4 separate regions of the Mus musculus genome follow, and all the other regions are linked to region 2. The links are chromatin contacts, called in public Hi-C, HiCAR-type and promoter capture Hi-C maps. All regions are on one chromosome and are shown on one strand. The core of a region is the stretch at or near the end of the contact, and the rest is flanking DNA. Distances in the headings are between cores, read along the strand shown.

Region 1 (3,173 bases), core at 631-3,130, 1.4 Mb before region 2:
ATTAAACTAGTGTCATTAGGTGTACATTGATATTTTATTAAAGTGATTATTCTAGCTAGTAACTGCACTTGGGCATGTCACAGTCACCTCCAAATTTAATCCATTCCATTCTCGTGCACTTATCCCAACCCTCAATCTGTTTCTCCTACATCGCTCTTTATTTTAATCACTGACATTGCTGTCCACACAGGCGCTCAAGCAAGAAACTTTGTAGTCAACAGCAACCTCTCTTAATTAGGAAAGTGTGGTGGATAGATCCCTGCTTCTTATTTACTACCGCAAACATATGCCATTATTGACTTCATGTCCGAGTGATTTTGGTGATTACCCACACGTTCTGAAGTTTAACCTTGGAGGACTCATTTCTTCACCAATAAACTCAGAGACACACATGAAATAGACACAAGGGTCTTTAATATTAATAGCTGACAATCTATTAGATGTCAAGGCTTTACATGTAGTTTCCCTATGGGTTGGTTCCCTGTTCCACATGCTTTCAGGTTTCCTGTTTATTCTGTTCGCACTTACTATTCTCAAGGACAACTTTCTGTTTAAGATCTGTCCTTTAGCTTGCGCTGAGAGTCGCGAAGACTAAAACTGGCATATAGAGACTCTTTACTTTTGCCTCATATACAAATCAACTCGGCTTATTTTACTCTCTCCATTGATATCCTACCCTACATCATTCTTGGCGCCCACTGAGACAACTCAAACAGCATCTTTTCCTGTCTCACTGCCTTGCCTTGTTTCTTCCAATCCACAGAGAAGTCACACTGACCTTATATCCCCTCCTTGCACAAAAGGGGTGCTACGTCCTTTTGCAGCTTCACACCTGACCAGCATCTACCACTGTCATCTCAGTACTCAAGCCTTTTGCCTCACACCAGCTCCAGACACACCAGCTTCTTTTCTGATCTTCTCTGTTTTACCACCTCTGCTCATGCTGCTCACGATCTTCTTGCCTCAGATTCTCTAGTGCTTGGATTTCCTGTAGGCACACCACTCCTAGTTCATTAATTTGTTCTGAAAGTCTAAAAATAGCATTGCTATCCTGTTGGTTTATTTTTACTTAAAATCAAGTCTCCTGCCATGCAGCTTAATCATATATTTTGTCAAAGTATTTGACATCCCAGAAGATGTTCTTACACACACTAAAAATTCTGACTCTTCCATAGGCATATACCCAAAGCCAATCAGTAGAAGCTCCTGGGTCCCTTGTGGATTATTGCAAACTCATTATGTAGAAATTGCAATAACAAAGACATTGACCCTAAAGTGCCCAGGAAAGTGGCATACTTCCATTTGTGTCTTGCAGCCTCTCTGGGCTCTGCCTATAATGCAATCATGTTTACATAAGGATTAGTTCTAGTGACAAGTGTCTGGGTTTTCATTTAGGGCTGAACAGGACTCACTCCACCACAAAGAACCACTGGATCATAGAGAGTGTGTTCTTTTAATTTTCTTCCATAAACAGACAAAAATTGAAATCAGCTGTCAGCAAAGTCCAAATTAAAGAGCTGAGCATCAGAGTCACCACTGAATCGAGATCAGTTTTTAGGCTGGAGTAGTGGGGGTTTAGATTTTTGAATTTCCAATAAAAATATATTGTTAGGTACAAAGTGAAGATTTCATTTTAACTGGGGTTTAAATACACTGTGCATTGTTTGCTTTTCAAAAATTGAATTTAGCTTGAAACTAATATCATTCAAAAAAAAACAGACCTTCCCTTGCTTAAATGTTGTACATGATCTCAAAGCATAATGCAATAAATGTGCAATTCCTCACCATCCCTAATATGATTATAGCGGATACAGCTCCGTCTGCTCAGCTTGCAGGCTGTGACTCTCCTTGATGTGGCTCAGAATAAACTGCTAATGCTTCTAATGATTTCAATGATTACTCTAATTCTGTCCTAGCAGGGTTTTCTTTCTTTCATTGTTTCACAGTGACATTGATGCTGAGAACATGTCCATCCGCTATGACAATACTTTGCAACTGTGATTAGAATGTAAGCAAAATGTTCAGCTTGGAACTTCAGATAATTCAATAAATAGGATACAAATTATTCATGTCTATTAAGGTAAACGTAGACATCTGTGGTTATGTGCAATGCTGGGTAATTAGGTTATCATAGGCATGAATGTAATTAGGGGACAATGTGGCATGGTAGGGAAAGCAATCCTAGTTGTAAGTCAGATCAGGATCTGAATTGTGACATACCTTCCCAAGAGTGCAGTATTAATGTTTTTGAATTTTAATTCTATTTTTAAAATAGGTACATTAATATTTCATATGGTTGTTTTAAATGTGTAATTTGATCGTGTACATTACATGCTTACCATGAAGACATGCCTATTGAAAGTTCTCAACTATACAATTGTTCTAACAATTTCACCAGTTAAACTCAGCAACAGATTGTTCAGTTTGCTATGTGTCCAGCTCTAAGAGCTACAAAAAAACAGTATGAAATAATGTTCATGGCTTGAAAGTCTAGTTGTTAGCTTTAATTTTGGCAACTCTAGTTCCTGAAACAAGCAATTTGTTACAAGTTGGGAAAGGCCTGCATAGAGAGGAAGGAAGATGAGAGCTATAAGGGGCTAGAGAAGAAGAGAACAATGTAGCAGGATATCTGATCATACTGTGAACCTCCAGATTGTACACTGGAAAAATCTCTAGGTGTGGTGTGGCTCAGCCCTAGAACACACCTTTAATCAAAGAGCTTATTGTAAAGAAGATTGAATAAAGTCAACCATACGTCAAGAGGCAGAGCAAATAATCAGTTGACATAGGGATGGGGAAAGGAAGCACAAAATGTGAGAGGAAATCAGGAGAACAGATAATGAGATGCACAGGAAGTAGAAAGGAGGGACATTTGGCTTGGAGGGTTTTAAAGGGAGTATGGAAAAGAACTGTTGTTGTTGTTGTTGGTGGTGGTGGTGGTGGTGGTGGTGGTGGTGGTTTGGTTTGGTTTGGTTTGGTTTGGTTTGGTTTGGTTTGGTTTGGTTTGGTTCGGTTTGGTTTGGTTTGGGTATTTTCCCCTTCTGGGTTGAAGAAGGTTAGCTCGTTTTTTTCTCTGCCTCTCTGGACTAACAGGCTTTCATCAAAGCATCCTGAGTCTTCATTTGGTAAAACCAAATGTTTGGGATTTCGTTTTAAAAACAGCAATAATGATT
Region 2 (3,068 bases), core at 497-2,996:
GTTTTGTTCCTTCGAATTTTGTTTCCAATCAATTGGCTAACTAAACATGGCCGGATCATTTATTGACACAGAAAGAAAAGCAACAAAAAACGTCCAAGAGAAAGAACAAAAAGAAGGAAGCACCTCTCCTCTTATACCAGCCAACAGCTACCTGTTTTCCTTCACAACTCAAGTCCCTCATCAACTCCTACCGGAAGTTTTCCCAGGTCTCCAAACAAGTTGAGAAAACATACTCAGTTAGACCATTACATTTGCTCACGTTCCTCTCACTACTTGCCCATACTGTAATTAGATGTTTATTAGTGAATGGATTATGATTTATTAGGTACTCATGATTATACCAATCACGTAATCATCTCGATGAATCACAAAACAGGCCCACAACAATTACTTTTACACTTAAGAAACTTTAAAAACAAACAAACAAACAAACAAACAAAAAACCCAAGCATTTGTTGGTCTACTTGTTTATGTCTTTAATCCCAGCACAGAGGCAGCTGGTTATCTGTGAGTTCTGGGCCAGCCTGGGCTACAAAGCAAGTGCCAGGACAGTCAAGAATAGACTCCCTACAATCTAGATACAATCTAGAGAAAAGATACATAGATACATACATAAGTAACGCTTGATACTCAAACGTCGACTAACACCTCTAGATCACTATTTCTCAAAGTACAACCTATGGAAAACTTGTATCAAAATAAGAATCTGCAGAGACATGTATTTAAAAACACAAATCCCTGGACACTTTCCCTAACAAAACTACAATTCCTATGGTTGTAAAAAGGAGAATAGCCTCTAGGAAGTTACAGATAAATAAGTAGTAGCAGCAAGCAACAGTAAGCGCACTAAATCACTTGCCCTCAATAAATTGTAGCATGATCCAGGACCCGAGTATTTGAAACTGCTAACTGAATGTGGAAATTTTTCTCTCCCAAGAAATGATTCTGCGTCAGAAGGAAAAAGGGAGTTGGGGACTTTCCAAGGAGGTGTGGCTTCTCAGCGAACACGTTTACTAAAGGTAAGGTTTGGGAAGGAAGGACAACTTGAACCTTCAGAGCAGGAGCCAGAGATGTATGGGCGGAGAACATCCGAGCCTGAGCTGCGGACGCCTAGGCCAGCCCACAGTGCCGCGGCTAAGGCGCGGAAGGAAAGGGGGCATCCTCGGGTCCCCGCGTGGACGGCCGCTCTAGGTGCAGACCGGCAGGAGGTGGCTGGCTAGCCGGAGTGACAGAGGGTTGCGCCAATGGCAGCCTCAACAAGAAGGAACCGGGTGCGAGAGGGTGCCGCCGATCCCACCTGCATCAAGCTCCAGCTGGTAGCAGGGCAGCGGTTCGAGAGACAGCTTGTAGCCCTCGAAGCGGGGATCCAGCAGAGGTCTTTTCACCCGCAGAGAGCAATTGGCCGCCTCCATCGCGTTCCCCCGATCCCAGCAAGAGAATCAATAAAGCTCTTGTTGAAAGGTCCGCGCTTCACTCCTGGAACTGAGGCTGGGAAACGGCGTGGTTCCCATCCCAGACGACTCTGCGGCGCCACGTCTCTTCTGGGAAGTGTAGTGTCCATGAGAAATTTGGTTCTGTTGCAATGCTGGGAAATGTAGTTTTTTGATCCCTGAACCCACGTCAGCTAACAGACTCTGGACTTCCTTACCCAGAGGGCCGAGCGACCAGAAGGCGGCCCGCGCTAGTTGAATTCTCACATTATAGGCAGGGTGGCCAGATCCCGCCCCGGAAATGCGTGGTCTAGCTTTCTGTGTGCTTAGGTGCCCGAGCTACTGAGGGTCTAAGTCCGGGCAGCCGAAGAGTGTGGTAGGTAACGGTCGTCAGCGCAAGGGTCATTTCGTCGCTGGGAAGGGACGGCCCTCGCCCGCGGTGATGGTGGTGAGCTATGCCCGTGGTCCTCAGGGCCGGGACCCGGGCCCAGCCCAGGCTCCTTTCGATGTGCTGTCTTTCGTTAGCTTCCCCGACCCGCGCTCGCTCGCTCGCTCGCTCGCGGGCCTGTAGGGCTCTCCGACAGGGCGTGCTGCTGGAGTTGGCCGGGAGCCAGTCCCCGCTTTGTTTTCTGGCTCCTCCCCTCCCGCCTCTCCAGCTGTCTGCGCCGTGTTGCATTTTCCTAAAGAATGTCAGAACCGGGAGGGAGTCCCTAGCGCCCTGGTTTTACCAGTGAGAAAACTGAGGCCTTTAGGCATTAAGTGACTTGCCCAAGGTCACTATCCGTGATTTTAGGGGCCAAGACGAGACGAAGTTTTGCTGTTCTTGCTATGACACTGTCTAAACTTTTGCAGTTAATTTGGAAATGTTAAGCCCCAACTACAGAAGTAAAGCGTTGCCTAGTTATTAACCCTCTGTTCACCTGCTTCTTGCGCAGCCCAACTCTGAAAATTCTTTGTAGTCTGAATTTCCATACAGACAAGACGGAGAATTACAAAAGAAGATTCACACTAAGTAGGAAAACATTAACTTAAACCTGACTTTTAAATGGCAAAAATGCGCTCAAAAGTTAACCTTGCTTTTTTTTTTTTTCCCCTACACCTATTTTGGCATTGGTTGTCTGTTTTTTATTGAAAATGAAGAATTTCTCAAAGACTAGTTTGAAATTCGTTTTCTTACTTACCCTTCAGAAATAAGGATATGAAATCCAAAGCTAGGGTAGCAGTTGTAATTCTCCGTGAAGTTTATTGGGTAAAGCAAGCACATAGTCTTATTTCATTTTTCATAGTCGTATCTTTTATTAGTGTGCATGCTATGGCTTACCCAGAAATTGAATGCAGTTAAGATGCAGAAATGAACGCCAGTCAGATATTAGTGTACAATTAAATAAGGTGGGACTCCAAGTACCTGACTTCACATTCTGTCTCTGTGCCTCAGTGTTCTCATCTGTAAAATGGAATTGTGTCATTAGAGCAAATTTGGGGGTTAAATATTCTCAGTTTTAGGTACATAAGTGCTTAATGGTATTATAATAGTAGTTATTCCCTTTTTAAAAAGACAAAGAAAATAAACAATAAAGAGCTTATGAGGGAAGGGAATTGGGATACAGGAAATAGTACTAAGAATAATAATACCATGTA
Region 3 (3,176 bases), core at 672-3,171, 1.2 Mb before region 2:
TACTAATCAAAGCTTGAAAGAGAAAGGCGACTTAGGTCACCCTAGAAAATGCTGTAAAATGAATCAAAACACAGAATATCTGAAGATACAAAGATTCAGGCTAGTTCTAATCTAAACAGAAAGAAATTATAGATTCACATAGTATTAGAAATCTTAACTGCGTCTGGAATCATTTCAAAAGGACCTTAATATTTTCTCTGAAATTGCTTCATATATCTTTTAAGTTGACTAGTTTACCTGTTATACAGAAACAAAAATTAATAAGTACACTAAGCAAAGAATCATCAACATGAAGCAAAGACAAACGCTCAATTCAGTTGCTTTAAGTAAGAAGATTGTTCACGCTTCCAGCACAAACCGGATTTTTTGTTTTGTTTTGTTTCTTTGAATTGATCCATACGGGTGGCCCCACTTATAAGCCTTAGATATAAAGCTTGATCTAGTGACCTAAGTTGTGTTTTATTGATTCCACATTGATTATCTATCAAGTCATCAATACCAGGTCTTGATGACCGCCTCTCTCTCTCTCTCTCTCTCTCTCTCTCTCTCTCCTGTAAACCCCCAAGTCATTATTCTGTCCATCTTACTGCAGATTTTGATCCAGGATTTCACATGTGATATTAATAACTATCTCATAACTTGGTTTTCCAAATTTTAGTTGACAAGCATAATTTATTTCCAATGTTACTGAGTAAGTGTTACGATATGGAAATCTGTGGTCTGGTTTTCACTGAAGACTGCAGCCAATACATGGAAAGAGAAGGCCTGTGTATCTCTAAGAGTATGCTATGAGAACTAACTAAAGGAATCGGCTAAATAGAAGCTACTGTTAACTGTGAGAGCCGGCAGACACAGCAAGCTCAGAAACACTAAATGCTGAATGTAACAACTGAAACATATAACCTTATATTAAAACTAACACAGAAATGAGAGGATAATGGCCTCTGAAACTACTATCTATTAACTATATTTCTTTATTCCCAATAAATGTGATTTTAAATATAAATTCTTATGTGGTTATAATAACTTTAAGGAAAATGTTAAGGTCTAATTTTATTTAATAAACGAAGCAGACTGAGTTGTAATGCTAACAACGCAAAAATAGTTGGAAATAGACAAATTATCCCCCTGAGAAATTATTAGTGTACAATCCAACATGTTTATCTTATGCATTCAAAATACTGCTTCCATTCTTTGTTTTATCTCCTGTTGAAAACTAGTCCAAGAACAATTTTACAACAGCTTTTAAATGTCAGACACATATATCTCACAACATAGTAAGCTATATTAAATTAAACCCCCACCACACTATCTTTCCTGACAGATGTTGCATAATTTATGTTAGACAGTGTATTAAGAATGAATGTTTTGAATCGCAAGTATAAAGTTATTTAATAAACAATGAGCCTTATAAAGGTATTGTATTCAGCAACTGAAATACATCCATTTGAATGAAAAAGAAGCCAGAAATGCACACATCTTCCCAACCCACAAAAGAAAAAAAGGAAGAAATTAGAAAGAATATGAACATACACTAATTAGAAAGTCAAAACAGGCCAGCATGGACTAAGAAAAAGAAAAAGATAATGTGGCACTAACCATTTACAGAAAGTCTAGTGTCAGGTACAAAGAATTTAGGATTGACCAAAACTTTCATCTCAATTATTTCTCCGGGCTTTCCAATATACAATATATATTCATATAATTTTTCCTATGACTCCATATTTCTCCAAGTATCTACTAAAGTAGTTTAAATGAGAATGGGCACCACAATTGAATGTTAGGTTCCTAGACTGTTGACTCTTCTGGAAGGATTAGGAGGTGTGGCCTCGTGGGAGAATGTGTGTAACTAGGGGTGGGTGGGCTTTAAGGTTTCAAAGGGCATAGCACTGGGCCCAGTGCTCTCACTGCCTCATGCCTGAGGGTAAACTGGAAGCTCTTAGCTACTGCTTAAGCACTATGCCTTGCTGCCTAGTGCCACGCTCGCCATCAGGATGGCCATTCTCTGAAACTGTATGCTAGCAAGCCCCCCAGTTAAATGGTTTCTTAATTGTCTCCACCACGGTGCCTCATCACAGCATAAGAAAAGTAACACTAAGACATTAGTGAAAACTTTTAAACCTGAATGTATTTGTGCACTTAGTATCTGCTTCTTCTTCCACACTTCAGTTCCTGTGAGGATATTCAGTACTTGATCCTGACTGGCTAACACTGGCAATGCTTCTTTGAAAAGCTATATTGTTGGTTCTGTTTTGATTCAAAAGGTTTGGGTGAAGCCAGAAAAACCAATTCTATTTAAGTTGCTATATATATAAAACTTCTCATGATGACTTGAATATACAGCAAAGTTTGAAAACTAGATCACAGAATAAGTGCTTTTTCTCCCTGTGTACTGTTAAAGATAAAGGTTAGTTCTGTTGTTCATTTAAATGGATTATAAATCATTGGAGTCTGAATTAGAGATCTGCTGCATTTGTAAAATCTTACTATAAATATCTCATATTACTTTCAGTTGCTATTATTCAAATTCAGTAAAACAGCTTTCCAACACATGAAAAAGCTTTCTATATTCAACATACTAAAGATAGAATGTTACTGGTCTATAACTTCATTACTCTAAAGAGATATAACTTACATGGATAAAAAATTAAGTGATGGGGTATGATTTTTTCCATTCTGGCTGTGCTTTGGAATAATCAGCCCTCAAGCACGGCACAGCAGCTCTGTTACACATCACAACTATGTGTGTCCAGATCACAACTGTGTGTGTCAAAAACAAAACAAAACAAAACCAAAAAACCCTAGAGATTTTGTGATACAGTTACCAGCTGACAAAGATTTCATGTTTACTCTTCAGCTCAACCGATATATTTTAACTCATCAATTTATACAAGCATTATATCTAAAAATGTAAACTGTTCCCAACAAAACACTTCCTAGTGCGGAACACTACAATGTATGAGAGGACTATCAGCCTAAGTCTGGTAATCCATGATTACATCAAACCTTTAAGTTTCCAGCTAAGTAACAGGAGAGTACACAGAGTCATATTTCTACAAGTCTCGAGTGTCATCAAAAATGTATATGAACAGCCTGAAAAAGGCCCAATTTGCATGCATACAAAATTTCATCTATAAGTAAGACTGCATGTGATATTCTCCAAACTGTTCACATGC
Region 4 (2,994 bases), core at 1-2,500, 1.3 Mb before region 2:
GCTTTCTGTGGAGTTCTGTGACCCTGAGAATGGTCAGTGGTAGCCCACACAAAAACTGGGGTGCAGAGCACAGTCCTGTCCCTCGAGTCCCTAAAGCCTAAATGTGAATAAGCACTCCCACCCACTCAGGAACTCCACGCACCTTCAGCCGAGCGCGACCCACCTCGCTTATTGCGTCTCCATCGGTTGCCTTGGCACTGGCTGTAATCCATACAGTTCAGAATGATGAGGGCAAATGAGAAGAGGCAAAAACGCATCTGGACGGTCGGGCTGGGGAGAGACACCTCTCAAAAGTCGAGGAAATGACGGGCTCCTGGAAGGAGACAGTGCGGGTCGCGCTCCTAGGGAGGACTTAGAGACAGATGTCACTGCCCTGCGGCTGCAATGATCAATTTGGCTCGATGAGCATCTCTCCCTCCACGGTGAACCTGGGAGAGGAGGAAAAGAGAAGCTGGGTGGGTGGAGGACTGAGAGAACCCGGAGGAGGTACCTGCACCTTCGCGCCTCTTAGTTTAAAGAAAGGAGGGAGGGAGGACGCGAACTCACTGGCACGATCCACGCAGCAGTTTAACGCAGATGGCACAGCTGCAGGAGACTTGGAGAGGAAGGTGATTACAATCAGTGAATTAGCAACCTCTGCGGAGCACTGCCTTCTGACCCTGGAGAAAGGGCGTTGTGCGAGCTCTGCAGAAGGAAAGGCGCTCTAGAAGCAGCCGAGCGCAGGGCTTTCAAGGGGCGCTCTGAAGCCTTTCGCTCCCCGGATGGGCTATCCCAGCGCCCCAGCACCAGGTGTAGATCGCCTACCGTGCGCTCGCGTCTCTCGGGCTGCACGGCGTGCCTAGGCGCGGCGCTCCATGCCAGGCTCTGGAAGCGAGCCGGGCTGTTTGGTCAGCACGTGGGCTCGGAAAAAGTTTGCGGACACCCGCCGGGAGCTCTTGGCAGCTTTAGGATTCCGCCGGCTGCAGAAGGGTCCGCGGACCCCGAGGGTCCTCGGGGCTGGCGGCGCCTAGCAAAAGCGCGCGGCCGGGCAAGCGCGACCGCAGGCGCTGAGATGCTGGGTCTCCGCCTGCGAGAGCGATTCCTAGTCGAGGGGCGCGTCCACTCTCTTCTTGGTGTCCGGGTCCAGTCGCTGCTCCCAGGGCTCTCTCCACCACCACTTCGCAGCTGAAGTTTCTCGCTGCCTGAGCTAAGGGAGACAGAACACTGCCCGGAGGCCGAAGGGATGTAGCCAGCGCACTTTCCGATGGAGATGCAGACAAGCTAAGGCTCGGGATGCTTCTATAAGTAGGTGGTGCTGTGGTCCAAGACATCTAAAGCCAGGCTGCCTCAGAGTTCCTGGGTCCTAAAGCCAGAAACGCTCGGGTTTCCCTGAGGTCCTAAAGAGTACTGACGGCATGCAGAGAGCTTCGTGTAAGAAAAATAATGCTCACCCGGCTTTCCCAGAGGGATGGTCTAAACTGAAGAGCACCTAGGGTGAGCGATATGGCCTGCCCTTGCTGTTCACACCCAAGGTGTCCTCTCGGGAACAATGGAGTCGATTCCCACCTCACCAATTAGCCTTTCTCCAGAAGAATTTGATGGGGAACTGAAGGTACCTTCTACTTTCCTCCTGAGTGCCAGGATGAGACTGCTGCTTCTGAAAAAACACTTCAGCCTTTAAAAAAAAAAAAAAAACAAGAAGACAAACCTCTGCCCTTTTCCCAAAATTTAAATCCTAGCCCTGCTCTGAAGGCAGACGTCCCCAGAAATTGAAACGCATGCTCAGTTTAAGGAGTAAGTTTAGTATTTCCCATTGCCTTTACCTTTCCACACAGCTGTTTTTTTTCCTTTACTTTATTTTTTTCCCAACAGATTTCACAAACATATGTGATACTTTGCAATACTCAAAAAATTGGGAGCTTTCTTCTTCAGAAATCGAATGTTTACCACTAGTTTGTTTTGTTCTTAATCTTTACCCCTCCTTTGTTTCCCAAGGTCTGAATTAAACTTCAAATGCCCTGAGTTGGAGAACTACTTACTATATCACTCATTAAAAACATTAGGTGCTACCAATTTTAATCTAGTGAAATCGTCTGCCATACATTCACTGCTATTGGGAATAATGTATTTCCTCTTTGAACAGAAGATAAGAATCTATAATGTTAGACTTGGCAATATAGGGAAATAATGTATGTCTTCTTTGAGCAAAAGATAAGAATCTATAATATTAGACGTGGCAATATAGACGTCTCTTTAAATGTGTTACTAGGCACGTTGTTACTGTAGCTTTTTAGTGGCTGTTGGTTGGTTTTATTTTTGAGATTGGGTTGTAGCCCAGGCCAACCTGGAACTCATCCTAGTAAGGCTGACCTAGAATTCCCAATCCCTCTGCCTCCACCACCTAAGAGCTAGGATTACAAACACATGCCCAGCCCAGGCTCCTTAATAACATTTTGTACTATTTCAATTCTCCCTTTTGTTCCTTCAGTTTCTGCATGGGCTCAGAAATTTGAACTGAAGAATCATATAGAAGTAATGGGGGCTTTAATAGCCATGTTTATTAATCACTCCACTATTTGGCTGTGATATTTCTGTTCTAGGAATTGGGGTCCCTGAGAACGACTAAGTGAGCCAGAGTTGAAGTTACTGGTGCCGTTTCCTTGATAAGAAAATTGAGCCATGAGACTTGCCCACAGGGTGCAAACTTCTGACAGGACACTTGGAAGCAGTTACTTTGACCCAGCTTCTCAAATCCTCAACTTTTATTTAAAAAAATATATATTTAGTGTGTGTGTGTTTGTGTGTGTGTGTGTGTGTGTGTGTGTGTGTTGGTGTTTTGCCTGCGTGTGTGCAAGTATGTTGCATGTGTTCCTGGTCCCTTTCAAGGCCACAAGAGGGTGTCAGATCTCCAGGGAATAGACTTACAGACCGTTGTCAGTGGACATGTGGATGCTGGGAATTGAACCCTCAGTCCTCTGGAAGAGCACACAGTGTTCTTAACTGTTGACATTTTAT

What was found. Promoter capture Hi-C pulls out the DNA fragments that hold promoters and counts their contacts. A called contact is a pair of places that touch in the nucleus more often than the background predicts. HiCAR-type assays count read pairs that join an accessible place to other places.
Region 1: a contact with region 2 is called in a Hi-C map of the N1E-115 cell line, with 5 times the contacts expected there. The contact joins the enhancer-like site here to the promoter of Eny2 in region 2. A contact is called at or near these places in 7 of 39 promoter capture datasets (the 3T3-L1 cell line, 3T3-L1-derived adipocytes, cranial neural crest and 3 more), 5 of 484 Hi-C or Micro-C datasets (the N1E-115 cell line, adipose-derived mesenchymal stem cells, cerebral cortex and 2 more), 2 of 115 datasets of contacts at active chromatin or transcription factors (the NIH/3T3 cell line and epiblast stem cells) and 1 of 9 other capture datasets (macrophages).
Region 3: a promoter capture Hi-C map of embryonic stem cells shows a contact between it and region 2, with 4 times the contacts expected there. The contact joins the enhancer-like site here to the promoter of Eny2 in region 2. A contact is called at or near these places in 10 of 39 promoter capture datasets (the 3T3-L1 cell line, the C10 cell line, the HPC-7 cell line and 5 more), 1 of 484 Hi-C or Micro-C datasets (embryonic fibroblasts), 4 of 115 datasets of contacts at active chromatin or transcription factors (astrocytes, embryonic stem cells and extraembryonic endoderm stem cells) and 2 of 9 other capture datasets (adipose tissue and liver).
Region 4: a HiCAR-type map of astrocytes shows a contact between it and region 2, with 4 times the contacts expected there. The contact joins the promoter of Rspo2 here to the promoter of Eny2 in region 2. A contact is called at or near these places in 6 of 39 promoter capture datasets (the 3T3-L1 cell line, 3T3-L1-derived adipocytes, cranial neural crest and 2 more), 4 of 484 Hi-C or Micro-C datasets (cortical neurons and embryonic fibroblasts) and 1 of 115 datasets of contacts at active chromatin or transcription factors (astrocytes).

The regions. Positions count from the first base shown.
Region 1 is chr15:42,977,666-42,980,838 of GRCm38.p6, forward strand. All of the region lies in intron 1 of Gm46505 (a long non-coding RNA gene), which reads right to left. Among named protein-coding and RNA genes, the nearest start is that of Gm46505, 4.0 kb to the right of the region's middle. Within about 2 kb of position 1,881, at least 3 of the 459 cell types and tissues checked have an H3K27ac peak or open chromatin away from gene starts, as enhancers often do. A contact at or near this core is called in the N1E-115 cell line, where this site is marked.
Region 2 is chr15:44,426,365-44,429,432 of GRCm38.p6, forward strand. Eny2 (ENY2 transcription and export complex 2 subunit) reads left to right here and starts at 1,747. Exons shown (of 5, transcript NM_175009.3): 1 at 1,747-1,878. The coding sequence starts at 1,873. Nudcd1 (NudC domain containing 1) reads right to left here and starts at 1,943. Exons shown (of 10, transcript NM_001113554.1): 1 at 1,298-1,943. The coding sequence starts at 1,412.
Region 3 is chr15:43,255,875-43,259,050 of GRCm38.p6, forward strand. The region is part of intron 10 of Eif3e (eukaryotic translation initiation factor 3, subunit E); the gene reads right to left. Among named protein-coding and RNA genes, the nearest start is that of Eif3e, 25 kb to the right of the region's middle. Within about 2 kb of position 1,922, at least 1 of the 459 cell types and tissues checked has an H3K27ac peak or open chromatin away from gene starts, as enhancers often do. A contact at or near this core is called in embryonic stem cells, where this site is marked.
Region 4 is chr15:43,169,568-43,172,561 of GRCm38.p6, forward strand. It overlaps Rspo2 (R-spondin 2), which reads right to left and starts at 1,251. Exons shown (of 6, transcript NM_001357956.1): 1 at 805-1,251; 2 at 164-428. The coding sequence starts at 257.